Regions from separate parts of the Mus musculus genome. Here all the other regions are linked to region 2. The links are chromatin contacts, called in public HiChIP or PLAC-seq maps. All regions are on one chromosome and are shown on one strand. The core of a region is the stretch at or near the end of the contact, and the rest is flanking DNA. Distances in the headings are between cores, read along the strand shown. Region 1 holds the start of Ppil4 (peptidylprolyl isomerase (cyclophilin)-like 4). Region 2 holds the start of Ulbp1 (UL16 binding protein 1). Region 3 holds the start of Tab2 (TGF-beta activated kinase 1/MAP3K7 binding protein 2). Region 4 holds the start of Zc3h12d (zinc finger CCCH type containing 12D).

Evidence for each region. HiChIP or PLAC-seq counts read pairs in DNA pulled down with a chosen protein or histone mark.
Region 1: a contact with region 2 is called in an H3K4me3 HiChIP or PLAC-seq map of the 230-238 cell line, with 21 read pairs. The contact joins the promoter of Ppil4 here to the promoter of Ulbp1 in region 2. A contact is called at or near these places in 9 of 39 promoter capture datasets (the 3T3-L1 cell line, 3T3-L1-derived adipocytes, the C10 cell line and 6 more), 1 of 484 Hi-C or Micro-C datasets (LSK cells), 13 of 115 datasets of contacts at active chromatin or transcription factors (the 230-238 cell line, bone marrow-derived macrophages, effector CD8 T cells and 4 more) and 2 of 9 other capture datasets (adipose tissue and liver).
Region 3: a contact with region 2 is called in an H3K27ac HiChIP or PLAC-seq map of microglia, with 5 times the contacts expected there. The contact joins the promoter of Tab2 here to the promoter of Ulbp1 in region 2. A contact is called at or near these places in 1 of 39 promoter capture datasets (embryonic stem cells) and 5 of 115 datasets of contacts at active chromatin or transcription factors (the 230-238 cell line, embryonic stem cells, memory CD8 T cells and 1 more).
Region 4: a contact with region 2 is called in an H3K4me3 HiChIP or PLAC-seq map of the 230-238 cell line, with 10 read pairs. The contact joins the promoter of Zc3h12d here to the promoter of Ulbp1 in region 2. A contact is called at or near these places in 4 of 39 promoter capture datasets (embryonic stem cells, hippocampal neurons, pre-B cells and 1 more) and 3 of 115 datasets of contacts at active chromatin or transcription factors (the 230-238 cell line, CD8 T cells and memory CD8 T cells).

Annotation. Positions count from the first base shown.
Region 1 is chr10:7,791,440-7,794,615 of GRCm38.p6, reverse strand. It overlaps Ppil4 (peptidylprolyl isomerase (cyclophilin)-like 4), which reads right to left and starts at 1,722. Exons shown (of 13, transcript NM_026141.3): 1 at 1,596-1,722. The coding sequence starts at 1,665.
Region 2 is chr10:7,472,081-7,474,900 of GRCm38.p6, reverse strand. Ulbp1 (UL16 binding protein 1) reads left to right here and starts at 1,424. Exons shown (of 6, transcript NM_029975.2): 1 at 1,424-1,647. The coding sequence starts at 1,560.
Region 3 is chr10:7,954,849-7,958,027 of GRCm38.p6, reverse strand. It overlaps Tab2 (TGF-beta activated kinase 1/MAP3K7 binding protein 2), which reads left to right and starts at 1,905. Exons shown (of 7, transcript NM_138667.3): 1 at 1,905-2,227.
Region 4 is chr10:7,831,122-7,834,168 of GRCm38.p6, reverse strand. It overlaps Zc3h12d (zinc finger CCCH type containing 12D), which reads right to left and starts at 1,699. Exons shown (of 6, transcript NM_172785.3): 1 at 1,607-1,699.

The DNA of each region.
Region 1 (3,176 bases), core at 473-2,972, 320 kb before region 2:
ATAACTATTACACACACACATTTGGTTTCTTGAGACAGGGTTTTTCTATGCAGACCTCTGTGAATTTGCCTGGCCTACAGAGTGAATTCCAGGAAAACCAGGGCAGATGCTGTACAAGGCTTTTTTCTTTTTCTTCTTCTTCAAGACATGGTCTCTCTTTGTAGCCCTGGCTGTCCTGGAACTCACCCTTTAAACTCAGAGACCCACCTACCTATTTCTGCCTCCTGAGTGTCAGGATTAAAGGCATGTGTTACCACTGCCCAGCTTGTACCAGGATTCTTAAGATAATGGAGATATTAAGGCACAGTTTCTGCTCTCCTTGAAGCACATCACTGGGAGGAGACAATCATGCACATAGTTCCAGGACAGTAAGTACATGTTCTAATAACATGAGTGCTGCTGTGATTTATAAAACCATTGCAGACAAAACAGAAGAAACAGACTAACTGTAGCTGACCTAAGTGTTACACTGAAGAGCTCATGCTTTAGTTGAGCTCTTCATATATATATATATATATATATATATATACACACATACACACACACATACACATACATATATATATATATACATACACACATACATACATATATACACATATATATTCATGGATATATATACATATATATAGTCAGGAAATGAAGTTCTCAGAAGGATAGGGAGTGGAGAGGAGTGTGGGCATTGGCAACAGTAAGAATATAGAAGGCTGCAACAGAAAGTGTAGGGTTTGTGAGGGAGGGGAGGAACAGTTGAGCATGGGAGAAGGTGTGCAGGCAGGAGGCACTCCCTGTGTGCAGTGCTGCAGCACACCTTCTTTCATTCTGTGGTAATCTCTGCATTCCACGGGAGAAGGACAATGATTGTAGCTAATCTCTCCCAGTTTCCCGATTCTCCCAAAGGATACATTCTCCACACAGCAGCCTAGTGTCTCTCCAAGGCAAGTGTGCCATGCTATAATCCTGCTCCTGAAGTGTTCAAACCAACAACATGGCAAAGAGGACTTACTAAGGACCTGGCCTACCAGTATTTGGCCTGACTGGAAGTCAGTGGCATCTATTTCATTTCACATACCAATTCGTTCCAGAATGCCAGATTTCTTTCTATTACCAGAAAAACTCCAAAGAAACTGCTAAGTACACCTTATCTAACACTCATCTTCGAAAAGGCTAGGTTTCTTATGTGGCTTCTTCCCACCTCTCTGTTTTGCATAGCAAAGTGCACATCCATCTGTTAGGACTCGAAGTTAAAACTGGAGCTCGCTTCGTCCTCCCTCAATGGACATTCAGACGCCTGAACTCTAGCTGATCCCTGGCGCCTTGCAGACCAGCCAACTTCCTACCTGCTTTCATCATGACAAATGATGTCAAGTCAAACCGTATTTAACCCTTTCTTTACCTTTCACGAGTAAAGAAAGCATAGCCACGAAAGCTACACCTCACCCAGACCCACAAGCCACAGTTCTACACACCACACACACACACACACAAAACCAAGGCCTGCTATGAAACTGAGCTCGAGCCAGAAACAGCGAAGAAAAGGGAACTTTGGCAGCGGGCTCACGGCCCCGCCAGGTCGCGAAGGCCTCCAGTCTCACCCCGGGGACGCTCTTCAGTGTACAAGTCGATGACCACGTCGCCCAGAGTGGTCTCCAAGAGAACCGCCATGGCGCCGGCTCCTCCGCAGGAACAAACACCCCGGCAATGACAGGCGCATGCGCAACCAGCGCGCGCCTACGTCTTACGTCACGACGTGTGCGACGGCTTCTGGCGTCAGCCGCGGGCGCCGTCGCCCACCTCGGAGGCGCGATTTCCCGCGGCCTAATGGCCGGCTCGTTCGGCCCGGCAGCTGTTATCTGGTGCCCGCTGTCTTCTGGCTGTGGAGGCTGTTTGAGGACTCTCTTCCGCCCTTGGTGACCCATATAAAGACCTGTATCTCAAGAGGGCCATTCCGTAGGAATAGCGGAGGCATCCGAGAGCTGAGAAACCTCCAAGCCGGCGGCACATCCTCCCCTTGCCTTTGGAAGAGGTTGCCCTGGGGTTTCCATAGTCTCTCCATCAAAATCGCCAAGCCCGAGGCATCAGTTGCTCGGTGAAAGCTGTAAGAAAAGGTGACTAACAAGCTTTGGTTTGGGGTTTTTCTTGTTGTTGTAGATTTTGATCATACTAGTGTGTGTAGATCAGGACTGGACATGGCTTAACAGCACAGAGGTTTTGTGCAACAAATTAGAATACAAAGGCTTCAGTCTTACATTGGAGATATGTAATAAAAACTACCGGTTTTTTTATGCTGATAACATATTTCCATGTTTTAGTACACTCTTTACTTTTTTAAAATATTTTTTAAGATTTATTTATTTATTATATGTAAGCATACTGTAGCTGTCTTCAGACACTCCAGAAGAGGGAGTCAGATCTCATTACGGACGGTTGTGAGCCACCATGTGGTTGCTGGGGTTTGAACTCAGGACCTTCAGAAGAGCAGTCAGTGCTCTTAACCAGTTAGCCATCTCTCCAGCCCGGTATACTCTTTTCTAATCAAGCAGATTATTCCCTTTTATGTCATTTTAATGTGTACTTGTGAAAATCAGAGATATGACAGATCATAGGCATATCCAGGAAGATGAGGAGAAAGGACTTTTTAAAAGTAAACATTTTTTTTTTTAAGAAAAATAGTATTTGAAGCAATTTCATGGCTAGAAGTGTTCACCACGCATGTGTTATTCCGTATATTCCAAGGAATTTAGGAAACAGAAGATGGTAAAGAAACATGAATTTATTTATAGTCTGGTCCCATTTAGAAGGGTGTAATCAAAAACCCTGCACCTGTTACCGTCTTCTAGTTTAGAAAATCATTGGATATGGGCTAGAACACATGGAGATGATATAGCTGTGCAGGAGTTGATAAGTCACTGGACTGATTTGTTCAATCAATGAATGGCTTCATTGGTAAGCAATGAAGCCATTGTGAATACATCTCTCTTCTCTGCCTCTCACTATTATTTATCTCTTGCATTGGTATAGTTTGGATGGATGACTAAGCCTTTCTGGTTTGAATTGGAAGAAAACAAGATTTGTCCTCAAAGAAATTCAATAGCAGTACAGCATTTGCCTTGCATGTGTCAGTCCCTTGTTTCAAACTCTGGTACCAGAGTTTAGATCTGGTTTTGATAAATAAA
Region 2 (2,820 bases), core at 175-2,674:
AACAGAAGAAGAGGGGAATGAAAGGAAATAAAACTGTAATTCATGTAATGTATGTTAAATAGCCCAAAGAGTTGTTTCTGAGCTTTGAAACCTGGGGCTGAGAACATAGCAGAACAGACCAGGACATGCCCGGGCAAGCCCATCGCCTCCCTAGCTCCCACCCCTCTGACCTAAGTTAAATGTTACAGGCTGCTGATGTTTAAATGGACCAATCATGTGAAACCGCGCCAATTCCTCCCCCAGCCCCACTCCTTTTCTATAAAAACCCCTAGCTTCCAAGCCTCGTGGTCGAATCCACTGTCTCCTGTTATGTGAGATACGTTTCGACCCGGAGCTCCGCCATTAAAAAACCTCTTGTTGTTACATCAAGGTGTTGTGTTCTATTCGTGATTCTTGGGTGCACGCCGAATCGGGAGCTGAGTGGGGGTTTCCCCACCGGGGTTTCCCCACTGAGTTCTTTCACTTTCATTTTGAAACTCCAGCCTTAAACTCGAGAGGACTTACATTTCATCTTCCATAGACCCAGGAAGAACTCCAGAAATGTTGATTTGTGCCTATAATCCTGGACACAGGAACATCCACAGATTTTGAAAGCTGGCCAGTCTATTAGAATCCCGGAGCTCCTAACTTTAGAGATCTTGACTGAACAAAGTAGGTGCAACTAAAGACCTGTGGACACTCAAAGCTGACCTCTGGGCTCAAAACGCAAGAACATTGGGGTGGCAAAGCATAGCTTGCAGACTAGACAGAAACAACTGTGATTTCCAGTGTGGGGCATAAGTTCTTAGGCTTTTAAAAACATTTTTAAGACGTGCAGATGGGAAGAGAGAGGAAGTGGGGGTGGGGAGATGGGTAGCTACAGCCAGAGAGGTGCTGGAAGGATCCCTAGTAGGCAGCAGGAAGCTGGAGGCATCAGAGGTGTTGGGGTGTATGTGTGTTGGGGGCTCCACAAAAGCATGCGTATCTAAGCCACAGCCAGGGTTACTATCAGTCTGCTTACAGCTTCCTGTGCCCACATTCTTTGGTTTCTGTCCAGGGTTGCAGCTGGGGATTACTCAGCTTCTGATGACCTTGCCCCTGAGGAATCTGCAGACAATGAATTTAGAAGCCTGGAGCTCCTGCTTGCTCTGTAGATCACCCTACCCAGCCTGCGCAGTGCACTCCCTTGCCCTGCCACCCCACCCTCCCACTCGTCACTCACCCCACCCACCTGTCAGCCTGCCAGCCAATCAGTTCCTGGCACTTCTTCCCGCTCTTTTTCCACTTCCTGCACTTCGAGTCCTTCTTAGTTCCCCGCGCAGCTGCGTTCCTTCCTGCCCCACCCCGCAAAGCACTGGAGACAGACTGCAGGGGCTGCGGAGCTGCTCTGAAAGGATCTGGAGAAAGGGGCACTAGAAGTTGCTTTTGACAAGATCGGGAGGAGGAATTGCCTTGATCCCCCAGCCAAGGTTCAAAAACTTTCTGTGGTCAGGACCATTATCAGGAAGTGATCAAGATCGTCCCTCCCTTTCAGACAGTTAAAATCGTGCCTTTGGCCGCCAGAGTCTAGAGAAGCAGCTATGGAGCTGACTGCCAGTAACAAGGTCCTTTCCTGCTGCTTGTCCCTGCTGTGCCTGCTGTCTGTCTGTCTGTGTCCAAGGATAGAAGGTGAGTTCCTGAGATTCTAGGGGGCAGAAGGGTGATGGGAGTGGGAAGGAGCAGGGAACACAGGTTAAAGGCTACCCTGTGAATTTCCAAATCCTGGGTGGGGGTTGTGGTGGGGGAGCACAGCTGTCTCTGTCTTGAGCTAGTCAGTGACTTCCTGGGACCTGAACCTAAGAGGAATCCCAGGGACACAGTGTGGAGAACAGGACCTCCTCAGCCCAGAGACTCTTTTGAAAATACTCTAGGTCCCAAGTTCTTTGGAGTCCTCTCCCCACCCCTCCCCTCTTTACCAAACCTGCCTCTCTCTTCAGGAGTTCTCTGGTCCTTTTGCTTCTGAACTACTGCTTAATCAGATTATAGCACAGGCAACCAACAGCCGCTCCACACATTCGCACCCCTCCCCCCAAAGTCTGGGACTTTTGCTGAAAGAGTTCACTCTGTAGCCCAGGCTAGCCTTGAACTAGAATTTTGTGGCCAAATATAAAAATTAACGGCCTGTGCCACCACACCAAGATTTACAACCACTTGGTGTATGCTGAACCCACCCAGCTCATCTCCCTTCCCTGTCCTGACTCACTATTCCACCCAGAAAAGGACTTTAATCCTTTCCTTCCTTCAAGGGGTGACAACAGGGTTAAGTGGTCCTTAGTTGGGCATATGGACACTTCTGCCACTGCACCTGGGCCTGTCTAGAATCCTTCCCCTGGAGGCAGATCAGATAGTGGGGCTCATTTAGACAGAAGTCTGTTTTTCTGTAAAACAGGAATAATTTCAGATTGGGAAGTATATTATCTGTGCCTCTGCATCAGATACTCAGTTGATGACTAGTAGGTCAGATTTTCTTTTTCTTCTTTCTTTTCTTTTCTCCTCTTTTCTTTCCTTTTTTCTTTTCTTTTTTCTCTCTTTTTCTCTCTCTTTCTTTCTCTTCCTTCCTTCCTTCCTTTCTTTCCTTTTAAAAATTATTTTAGTTTTCCAAAGATGAAAATATATTTTAGTTTCAAAAGAATATGATGATCATGGCCTTCATTTGCCAAACACTTATTAGGCACTAAAGAATTCATGTCTCATTGCTCCACTTAATTTATATAACAATCTTCAAAATTGTATACTATCTTTTTTTAAACTTTATTTAATCTTTATTTACAGTCAGGATTTCATCCCCCTCCAGGTCTACCT
Region 3 (3,179 bases), core at 656-3,155, 480 kb before region 2:
CTCTTTAGCATCCTTTAATCTGCGATCTTTGATTCTTACAAGATCCCAGAAGGGGTTTGTTCTGTTTTGTTTTTTGTTTGTTTGTTTTTAAAGGCATTAGTTCTTTCATAGAGTTTTCCTCTACATAGCTATCTGGGGCTTTCTCTTCATTAGAGATCCAAGCTCTTCAAATTTGGGCAATGATGTACGATTATATCTTCTCTTCCTTTTCTCAAACCCATTACATTTGTTTATATGGAAAATATATTTCTATTAAAATGTGTACACGTACATTTCAGAAAACAAATTTTGAACAGGAACTATTTTTTTCTTAATCCACTTCTATTATTTCAGCAGTATATGTTCGAATTGTGCCTCAGTTTAAGAGAAGTACTGTTTATTTAATAATTTCTTCAATTTATCTAAAATCATTACACTGACTATGGAAATAATTCCTCAGAGAACTGTAGTATTAGGGCTCAATGGCGTCTGTTACTGTGAATTAATGAAAACAGCATCTACTATGTGAATTATAATTTACTTTTACTTCGAACACAGAAAAAACACTTTTTCAAAGTATATACTTTTACTTTCTTAATGTCAACCGAGAGAAAAATTTAAAAGTTCCAATGTTGTAAATCATTAGCACTCTGACTTCTGGCGGGCTAAAAGTTTTTAAGTAGAGCTAAACCCCAATATTTCAGGTACTTTGTAAAACTGAGTGTAAAAAGGAAGTGAAAGGGTTTTAAGTGTTTAAAAAAGGGGCTTTAAAAACAATAAGCAATAAGCACCTATGGAGCTTATACTGATAACAGAATAATAAAAATAGTCCTTCCGGATTTTTTTCGGTAGTATGAATTTCTTCAAGGAAGAAACTGGCAGCGATATGCACACTTTGGACAGGGTCAAGAAGAAGAAAAAAAAAGCCTTTTTTTTTTTTGCCATATGAAACCGCCAAGATTTTAAAATATTTTACATTGTGAGAAACATCTGAACGTTGACCACCACCACCCAACCCCACCCCACCCCGAGGGAAAACGAAGCACATCTTTAAGAAGATAGAAACCAGAAGTGTCCCCTCCCCCGCGTCTCCCCTCGAAGCTAAAGTGTCTTTGGCTCTGCTTCTAGGTCTTCTAGGAACGTGCAGTTACAATCGCAACGACTCGCTTGATTCTTTAGATCGTTCTCTCTGCGGGCCCCCACTGCTGATCAAGGAAAGTCCAGCGGCCGAGCCAAACTCCGCTCGGGTCCCGCGGCTTCCAGGACGCGTCCCGCACCGCCCGGTCTCCATCCGACCCGCCGTCCCTCCCGGGTCACCCGGTAGCTCGCGGCCTGGGCGCGGCCCGGCTCCAAGGGGGTGTGTCCGGCTCGCGGCCCCGCAGCCCCGCAGGCCCGGCGCTCGCCTCCGCCTCAGGCCCACCTGCCCCGCGGCCCGTCAGGGCCTGCAGGGTCCCGCCCGTCTCCCCGAGCTGGGCCGCCGGCTCGCACGGCTCGCCCTGCTCGCACAGCCCGCCACCCGCTTCCGGAGCCGCGAGGCCCTCGGCGGCGCGCGCACCGCTCGGCTCCTCTCTCTCTCCCTCCCTCCCTCCCCGTCCGAGCGTGAGGGACCCGCGTGCTCCTCCTCAGCCCGCGCCGGGACGCGTCCCCTCCGGCCACGGCGAGCCGGGAGTGGGGACGGCGGCTGGCGGAGGTGGGGCGTGGACAGAGCATCCCCGCCACCCGGCGGAGGGAGGCCTCGTCACGGCCGCCGCCTCAGATCTCGCGGTGTTTGCCGGCCGCCGCGCCGCCATATTGTGTGGCCGTATTTTGATGCGGACTGGGCTGGCGGAGCCGCGGCGCGAGCGGGCGAGCGAGCGAGAGCTGGGGGGGTGGGGGGAGGGCAGGCGAGCGGCAGGGGGGTGGGGGCGGAGGGAGGCAGGGCGGCCGTGCGAGCCGGAGCCGAGCAGCGGGCCGCGGCGACGCCGCCCCGGCCATCGCTTTGATCCGCGGCAGGCGCCGGCGGCGGGGCGCCCCAGGCCGACCCCCTCCCCTCCCCCTCAGCCGCGAGCGGCGGCGGCGGCCGGAGGGAGTTGGCGGCGGCCGGGCGGAGGGGGCCGAGCGGGGAGGGAGGGAGGGCTGAGGTGTCCCCCCTGCCGGGTGGAATCGGCGCTGGCGGCGGCCGCGGTGACGACGGGGGAGACGGCTGCCCAAGTGGGAGAGGCGGCGGCGGCGGACGAGGAGGAGGGGGAAGCCGCGGCGGCGGCGAAGGGTAAGCGGACGGCGCTGCGGGGCCTCGGCGGGATCCCTCCCCACCCCCCACCCCCCCCACCCCCAGCCCGGCTCCCCGCGCCTGCAGCGGCTCGGGGACCGGCTCTGCCTGGCGCGCGAAGCCCTAGCGGGGCGTCCGCGCCTTCCTCGCCTTCGTCCGCCGCTCCGCCCGGGTCCTGCCCGCGGTGGCGAGGCGCAGGGAGGCCCCCCAAGTCCTGCGGGGAGGGTGGGGGCGGGGAGCCTGGGGCCTGGCCTGGGCTCCGGGGCGTCGGGGGAGGGGGACCGGGCCTGCCCCGGAGCCCAGCGCCGGAGAGAGCCGGGGGTGGGGGTGCCTTGGCCCCCGGTCCGCCCCCAGGCCTGTGATCTGGAAGTGGGAGGGAGGGAACCAGACGCCTTTGGGGGAACCCAGGTCTGGATAACGATGACTTCGGGGCCCGCGAGTTAAGGGAGAGCCGGGGAAGTTAAGTGCAGGGTAAAGAGGAAGCACCTCTCTCGCTTTGCTTTCCGATTTTGCTTGTCTGCAGCCTTCTTCCAAATGGGCAGCACGCCCCGCTGTGAAGAGGTTGGGGCCCCCTTAGAGTCCACAGGACTACTCTGATTTTCTTGCCCCGAGATAGTGGTTGGAAGAGGAAGACTTAACAAGGGTCCCTGGGTGTTGCTGACAGGTGACAGGTGGATCTGTCTGTTGCTGATGCTGTAGAATCCTTGGCTCATAATTGTAGGCCGAAAGTGTCAGGGAGCGTGTGAGTTTGTATTTACGTGTTTGGCCAAGTTTCATTCCATATATAGTATATTTGAGATGCTAAGTTTCCATTCAAGTCAGCTTAATTGTTATGGAGGAATTCTTCAAATGTTTCTGATAAGAGGGGTTTTCAGGAGAGTGGTGGAGACTTGCAGCCTCCTGGAGCTTTTATTCGAGTCTCCGTGAAGTTCGGGTTCCCAAAAGCATTGCA
Region 4 (3,047 bases), core at 450-2,949, 360 kb before region 2:
AAAGTGCGAGCCTGCTCCTCGCACCGAGGTTTATGTGAGGAAACCGAGGGAAAGAGCCTTTGGTGACTTGGCCAGGGTGCTACTAGATAGTGATATTTGTCATCCAGACCAGAGAGCCCCCTCCAGTGGCCACCTGTAGTGCAAACCCACAGCACTAAGCCCCCAGACTACTCATTAGGCACCCAGTCCTGGTCCACAGGCCACTTGAAGTCAATCACAGCAGTGAGGAGACGGTCAGCCTGGTCTTAGCTTCTCAACAACGCCACGAAGTTTGGTGGTCAGCACAGACTTCCAGTCCCAAGTGGGGCTAGCTACCAGTCAGATTTGTTTTGGTTTGGTTTTGTCAGAGTTTGAGGAAGTCACAGAGACTCTAAGATTTCATCCCACAGGGCTGATTTTTTTTTTTTAAGCCTGCTCACTTCTGCCTTTTTAAAAGAGAATTTGTAATTTAAAAACTTATTGCAGAGGGCTAGGCCTGTATCTTAGTAGCAGGGTGCTTGCCTGGCTTGCACAAGGCCCCATTTTAACCATCTCTAAGCTCACCTGTATGGGTGAGTAGTCTACACTTTGCTCACCCATCTCCAGAACTCTCCATCCCTTGAAATCCATCCTCCTGAGCCCCCAAGCCCTGCCCTGCCCTAGCTAGTAGCCATCTTTCTGCTGTGTCCAGGAATCTGGCCCACAGGAGTGGGATCGCACAACATGTATCCTCTGACACTATTCATTCTACTTAGCTCAACAACCTCAAGCTCCTACCGTGTTGTGTCCAAATTTCCCTTTTGTTTGAGGCAGAATCACAACCCATGTGGATTATGAATCATAATCCATATGTGTGTGTGTTCACTCACAGGGGCTACTTTGGCTGCTTCTGTCTCTTGGCTACTGTCACTCAAACTGTTATGAACATGTTCTGGCCTGGACTTTTGTTTTCTCCTCAGACTTACTCCCTGCCACCCCCATCCTTCTCTGCTGCTATAGGTAACTTACAGGCATGCTTGAAGCATTTAGAGCCATGGGCCATAGACCTATCCTTAGGCCAGGTCCATATTAGCATCATCAGGCCTGGGAGAAAACTCCCTAATCTTGGGTGACAAAGCTTGGGTTTCTAGTTCTGCAAAGAATTAGCCATATCAGGCTAAGACCAATCAATCTCTTCATCAGTCTTGAGGCTGCTGCCAAAACTCCTGATCTCTCTCCAGCCAGGAAAGTAGACCCCGCCGAGCCACTGTCTAGACTGGTAGACACTTTAGTGAGCCTGGAAAGAATAAAGCAATGTCCACTCCTGAACGCCACAGCATTCAACGTTGCTACGAAGCCCGCAGATGGGAGGTTTACTTCAATTGGCTGGATTAACCCCCGTCCTCCCCCGTCACACAGAATGATCCTTGATAAAACTGAGCAGACCCTGCATCTAAAGGCAGTTAATGATGCTTACCGTATTTCCGTAATTTGAACACCTAACAGAACGTCTCAGGTGTGAGAAGCCAGGGTGTTGAGGGCAGTCCTGGCTCACACACCTGTCTCTAACATGCCCTTCTCCCATGCCCTTGACTGAAGTCTGTACTGTGCCTGCCACGTTAATTGATAGCAGGGCACAAGCACTCACCAGCAGGGTGTGTCCCTCGGGCTCTCACAGCAGACTTGGCCCAGCTGCCTGAGCCTTCCCAGTGCCCCTCTCTTTTCAGCTAGGGAGTGCTCTGCTCAGTCCCTCAGGAGTTGCTGGAGTCAGAGGAGGGCCAGCGCCCAGGCCACACCCCTGCTAGAAGCTGATCCAAGCCTGCGCTCCACTTCCTGCGCAAGGCACGTTCAGCTGCAAAAGGTACTTACACTTTGTGTTAAAGAGAAAAGGAAGAAGGCAGTGAGAGGTAGGAAGTTCACGCCTCCGCCCCAGTCAAAGCAAAGTACAGCAACCGTGCAAAACAAACGCGCCTCCTCCCGGGACAGCCAGGAGTCCAAGAGGGCAAAAGCACCGCGAATGGAATCGGAGGGTGAGAAGAGCTGCTAAGTTCCCACTCCTGGTGGCTGGGAAGCCCATCTGCTTGAAGATGCTCTAGGGGAAGTCGATGCTCAGCTGAAGAAGACCATAGACTGTCAAAGGGAAGCGGGAAGGGCAAAGACCGCCTCAAGTTGTTCATGGAACTTGGGCTGAGAGGATTCTGCCCGTCACCCACAAAGCCAGGAGTCTCAAGAAGTAATGACCCCCTGTGGAAAAAGGGCTCAGCGGCTCTCTTTACTGCAGTCCTACATGGAGTGAGTGACAGCTTTCTCTAACTGAGGAGCTCACATCTGATCCCAGGCCTACACAATGCACCATTCAGCCGCTATACATAGAGCAAGTACAGAGAGCAGACTCAGAATTCTGTTTCCTGAATTTGGGGTCTTTCATAGCAATGCAAAAAAAAAAAAAAAAAAAAAAAAAAAAGGTATAGCAGCCCACCTCCCACCAGATAACACCCCTAACAAAGACTTCTTCAAGGATATAGCTAAGGAGTTAAGCTGAGTTTTGAACCCGGGACTTGGGTCTGAGGAAGCAAGAATGCCCTGGCTTTCTCCTGGGTGATGGAGATTAGAAATCAGGTCCTCCTGATTTCTAATCAGGAGGAAAAAGGGCTCGGCGGCTCTCTTTACTGCTTGCACAGCAAACACTCTTACCCACTGGGTCATTTATGTTTTTTGAAACACCGTCTTTGTATGTATTCTAGGCCATCCTTGAGCATGCTATACCTAGGCTAGCCTTGAACTCAGTCCTCCTACCTCGGCCTCCCAGTGCTGAGATTAAAGGTGTGAACTACCACACCTAGCCTTGAGAGCTTAGGTCTAAGACAACAGGTCTCAGAAGCTCTGGGAAGATTATTAAGATGGACCGGGGATATGGGATATAAAAATCTTGATTTATAGGCCATTGAGATGCCTTAGCAGGTAGAGGCACCCATGGCCGAGGCTGATAACCTGTGATACCTAGGACCTACATGTGGAAGAAGAGAACCCATTCCTGCAAGCTGTCCCTTGACCTTGACACACACTGTGGCAGAGTGCACATACACACA